Regions from separate parts of the Anas platyrhynchos genome. Here region 1 is linked to region 2. A link is a contact called in public Hi-C data. All regions are on one chromosome and are shown on one strand. Each heading gives the region's core, a stretch centred on a gene start, on an enhancer-like site or on the middle of the called end of the contact. The rest is flanking DNA. Distances are from core to core; before and after follow the strand shown.

Region 1 (2,700 bases), core at 108-2,607, 84 kb after region 2:
AGAAGCTCTCCTAGCTAATCTACAGCAAGCTGTCATCTTGTATAACACTAAATAAAATTTATCAGGCTGGTCCAGAGCACTAGGAGAAGTTCTAGAAAACTATACTCCCACTTCCTGAAAAATAAGTTTCAGTACGGTACACATCTGGTTTCAAAATGAAAATTAAAAGTAGTAAAAATTCACCAAAATGCAGAACACACACTTAAAAGGTAGGTGTGCGTACAAATCTGTTTACTAAACTGACAAGAGTGACATCCCCCAGTCCCCACGCACATTCCTAAAAGCACAGACGTATCTATGCTACCATCGTGAGCACGTCTCACAGGACGATTAGCTTAGCTGAAGTTTCATGCTTCAGAGGTCTTGTTTGCAGACTAACAATGTGATCCGACACGAAAAACACAGAGTGTGTGATTACCAGGCTAAGTTAAGCAGTTTTTCATTAGGACAGCTCAGCTTTTCAAGTTTGAGTCATTTTACAGGCTCTGAAAATAACAATAGCCTAAGGCAAACACACATATTTGTTTTCCTGACACAAACCAAGATTAAAAAAAAAAGAAAAAAAAAAAAGAAAAAGCATAGCCGGAGGCCACAGGGAAAAAATATAAATAAATAAATAAAGGCAAATGGTGCTTGAATAGCCTAAAACACTTCCCGAGGGGCACAGCACGGAGCTGGTGGAGCCGCAGGAGTGTCCCCCCCCAAAACCACTCTTTGCTCACCACTTTGTCCATCAGCTTCCAGGTCTTCTCCACAGTCCTGCGGTCGGCGGCTGCCTGCTTGGGGGGCCCCACAGCATCTTGGATGGCGTCGATGAAGCCCAGGATCCGTCCCTTGCGCGGGTTGCGGCCGTTCTGCGAGTTGGCCATGGGGGAGCCGAGCTGGACGCGGGGACAGACACAGAGACAGACAGACAGACGGCGGCTGCTTCACCGGCTGCTGCCGCCGGGGTACCGCGAGGCGAGGCAGAGGGAGAAGCCCCCCGGGCACGTTTGGGCACCGGGCTCAACTTTTCGCCACCCTCCCCGGGCGGAGCTGAAGCCGGCAGGAGGGAGCCCGGCGCTACCGCGGCACCCAGTGGTGCCCCCACCTCCTCCCCGGGGTCCCCCCCCAGGCACCTGCCCCTGGAGGGAGCCGAGCGGACAGACGGACGGACAGACGGGCGGACAGACAGGATACGTACGGAGCAGCACGGCCAGGCTCCCTACAGCGAGGGGGAGCCGCCGGGAAGGGGATGGGAGGGGAGGGGGGGGGTCAGCAGCTCCGCGCCCCCCGCCCTCCACCCGAAGCGTCTGGTCGGACGAGGCTGTCCTTCCTCCCTCCTCCTCCTCCTCCTCCTCGTCCTCCGGCAGCGGGCTTCACCGCCCCAGGAGGCAGGCGGGGCGCATCCCGCGCCGCCCCGGCCCTTGTCGCCGATCGCCGCCGCCGCCGCCACTCGCGATCGCGGCGCTGCCCCCGCGGGACTCAGCCCCGCAGGGAAGCCGGGTACGGGGCGCCAAGGGAGCCGGCGTCCTGCGGGCACATGCGGGCTCGGAGGGGACAGAGGGGACGCCGCGAGGCTGTGCTGCAGCGCGGCTCGCAGCCCCGGGCGGGCAGCGCTCGCCCCTCACTCCTACAAAGTGCGGCGGGCGGGCGGGCGGGCGGCCGCGGCCCCGCTCCCACTCCCACTCCCGCTCCCTCCCCCGCCCCGCGGCGCGGCGCTCCGGCGGCCGCCCCTCCCCTCCCCTCCTCTCCCCTCCCCTTCACGGCACGCCCGCCGCCGGCAGAGGGAGCGGGGCCGGGCACAGCGGAGGCTCCGCTCCGCTCCCCTCTCGCTCCGCTCCGCCTCTGCCTGACGTGGCAGGCGGTGACTGAGCGTGAAGCCGGGCGGCAGCCGGCAGGGGCTGGGAGTGATGGGGGAAATGGCCAGTGCTGGGCGCGGAGGGGAGGGGGACGGAGCTTCCTGTCCTGCCCCCGAGGCGCTGAGGGGGCGGCTGAGGGGGGCTCGGAGCGGTGTCGCACGTCCTCCCTCTCGCCAAAATGTGTTAAAACCCAAGGGTCTGTCACGCTGCCTCTGGGGCTTTTTGCACTCTGTGCTTCTTCACGCTCCCGAGGCTTGTTTTGGTTCGGTCTTGCGGCCGCAAAGAGCAGGAACTTGTGCGCCTTGAGCACGTCTGGTTCCTCTGCCCGCCCTGTGAGAGAGCAGCAGGGCTGCGCTGCGGCCGGGGCTGACGCTTCTGCTATTAATCTTCTATTAAAGCGGGCTGGAGAGCTACAAAAGGCATCGGGGGCTGTAACATTTACAGTGCAGTCCTGAAAGGCGCTGATCAAAAGTGCAAAAACTTCCCCCTGTGCCTACCTCGATGTCTGTGGGCATATAGTAAATATAAACCAAATGTAAACCCAACTGACCTAACACTACACATCTGTTTTAGGGGTGATTTTTTCCTCTAGGTTCTTTATATTCCCTGTGAAAGTTGGAGAGGGGAAAAAGTGAAGATGAGCCGCACAGGGTGCGAGACAGTTCATTTCAGATCCCTTTGAACACCTTCCAGGGCATAATTATGCTTTGTGAGTGTTAATGTTATAATTAATTATCACGCAGAGAAATGAAAATAAAGCGCTTGAAAACTTTGAGGTTATGTTATGAAGAGAATAACCATTCTCTTCATAAAATGAAGAGTAAAGAGTGCTTTTAAATTTTAGTTTTCTGAATGTCAG
Region 2 (2,700 bases), core at 176-2,675:
AGCCTAGTAAAAACACTTATTGGAGATGTTATTCTTTTTCTTATTCTCTACTGATTGTTTTCTTCAGTTACCATAAAGATATTAGAATGAGAAAACAAAACAAACATCAACAGCAACTCTATTGACCTGAGTAACAAATGCTTCAGAAAACTTGGTGATACATGCCTGATACGCTATTACTTAAAAGAACACGAAACATTTCTTTACTGTGAAAGAAGAATGATTTTTAAGGAGTGGGTTAATACAAACATATTAAGAGTTCATAGGCATCATAGGAAATACAAGAAACTGCCTCTCAATGGTTTAGAGTATTTCTGGTTTTAATGTATTTCTCAAAATATCAGGGCAAGAGAAGTTAAGCTACAGAAGAGAAGAAACTTGTGTTCTTGTGTGCCCTGAAAATTCCTTTCAAAGGGACATCTAAAGGCTAGCAATGTAGAGATGAAATGCTTTTTTAAGTGATGCACTTGAGCAAAATATTGTAACAGTAAAATCATATTGTAATTATGATACACTCCCTAGGCAAATCCTAACCGTTATTTAAGCACGTATGAAGACTTATTTCAGAATGCATGCCTCTTCAAATCAGATACATGGAATGGAACAGTAAGGTTTTAGCACAAAGGCCATAAGAAACCGCAAATATGAAAATTTGTACAAAACAAAGGAAAAAAAAAGCTATCATAGATGCAACACCACATCTTACCAGGTACTCTCTACATTTTCACTGAAGATGGATGTGAGGAGGCTAAATCACATGAAAAATGTTTGTTACCCTAACTAAAGAAAAAAGGGAGCTGACTTTTGCCATACCAACGCCGATACTTCCTCACAAAAACACAACAATCTTCCTATTTTGTGGGATTAAGTCAAAAATGATGATCAAACATTCAGTACTCTGAAGATTTTTTGGACTGTGGTAATGTGTGCAATATGGTGTACGCTATATGGTTCACAGTGTACGGTAACAATATATTATTTCTATATAATTATTCCTATATAATAAGTATTAAAAAAATACATACAAATTCCTTGGTTGATTACAACCATCAAGCTTTTAAGCAGTTATTATCTTCTTCTAATGCTTGGACTTTCTACAGAGCATCCCATTACTGCTATATGAAGATGACATGACAGTAGGACTGAAAATCAAAGGGCAAGAACTTGAATGTATTGAAAAATTGGAAAATCTAAAATGGAAAAGGTTGGTACACTTGTTCTCCTAGAGAAGTATTTTTGCATAAAAGGTCAACTTCATTGAACATGTTAACAGTGATGGAATGAAAATCCTTTTCTTCAAAGCATCCAAATATACTGCCATGCTAACTTCTCTCTGGTCAGAGAAACAGCACTGAGAGTTGTGCATGCATACAAGGGAGAGGCAGGGGGAGCAGCTTCACTTTTACAGGATCTCCACAGAAAGTAGACTTGCTTTCTTCTGTGAATAAGCATCATTGTAAATGTAGCTTTTCTGTAACAACCCACAGTTGGCAAAACAGTATTTTGATTACTTCAACAATTGGGATTTTCTCTCCGTGGGTGTATGCACACACAGTTACGGAAGCAGTTTAAAAACTCAAGAAGTAAAATGTAACCTCTGGGAGAGATTCTCAGACCAAGTTCAGTGCAAGTTCACTTGAATACTTACACAACTATTGCACAAGATGGTAATCAGTTTGGCAAAAATTTTCTGCTTCTTTGTTAAATTTAAAGTTAATCCTAACCAGTTTTCTTTACTTACTTATATCAGTACTGCTGATCCCCTTTTCCTAGGGCCAGGCATGGTAACAAATGAAAAGAGCAAAGAAGCTAAGCAATGCCAATTCATTGGTTTGCAAATCAAAGAAAAAAATCTCATTTGAGACTTCTGTCCTGAAGTTTAAAGCAATCTACAGGACTCCATAAAGGGCCAGAAAAAAACGTTACTTCTCAGATCACTCACTTGTTTAATCTTTTACTTGATTTAAAAAAAAAAAAAAAAAAAAAAAAAAAGTGGTTGTTTGCTTTATCTGTGAGCAGAATGAGAGAAGGAATCAAACCCTATAGAAAAGAACCTTGAATAAATGCATTTCATAGTAATATAATGTTGAAGCCAATAGGCCTCTGATATTTTGCAGTGAAGTCTTGAGACCAAGATCTGGTCTTGACTAATCTGAAAATCTGAACAGATTGCCAAATAATGAATAAAAGGGAGAAACTTTGACAGAATAGAAATGGACCCAAGACAGCAATGTTCAGGCAGGAATGTTTGATCATATCTGCACACAAAAAGCAAAGCTTAGGGGGATTTTGCTGAACAGCAACACCAGGGAACCTCCCAAGTTTTATTCAAAGCACTATAACCTGCGTGACTTTGTTTTTAAAAGTGACCAAAACATGTGGTTAAATTAGAAAGATTATTTACACCTTAACATTTTCAACTCTGATACAGTTCTGACTCAGAGCAGAGAAGAGATGATCAAAACCAAAACTCTAAACTGAAACCGTTAATCACCTTCTACCAGATCTTAATATCAACTTTGTAATAGCCCCCTTTCCCAGAAGAACAAACCCAATGAAGCTAAACAGATCATCACAAAACAGCATGGAAAATCGAACAAACATACGGCCATGGCTTTGATGTAATATTGGTAATTTGAACATACCTCCAACAAGGTAAAGAACAATATGCCAGTTTAGCATTGTAGGGGGGTTAAAAAC

The links. A called contact is a pair of places that touch in the nucleus more often than the background predicts.
Region 1: a Hi-C map of subcutaneous adipose tissue shows a contact between it and region 2, with 2.4 times the contacts expected there. The contact joins the promoter of CBLB here to the enhancer-like site in region 2. A contact is called at or near these places in 2 of 8 Hi-C or Micro-C datasets (liver and subcutaneous adipose tissue).

What each region holds. Positions count from the first base shown.
Region 1 is chr1:91,616,881-91,619,580 of IASCAAS_PekinDuck_T2T, forward strand. CBLB (Cbl proto-oncogene B) reads right to left here and starts at 1,358. Exons shown (of 18, transcript XM_027449519.3): 1 at 1,184-1,358; 2 at 723-881. The coding sequence starts at 869.
Region 2 is chr1:91,533,001-91,535,700 of IASCAAS_PekinDuck_T2T, forward strand. The region is part of intron 5 of CBLB (Cbl proto-oncogene B); the gene reads right to left. Among named protein-coding and RNA genes, the nearest start is that of CBLB, 84 kb to the right of the region's middle. Within about 2 kb of position 1,426, at least 1 of the 8 cell types and tissues checked has an H3K27ac peak or open chromatin away from gene starts, as enhancers often do. A contact at or near this core is called in subcutaneous adipose tissue, where this site is marked.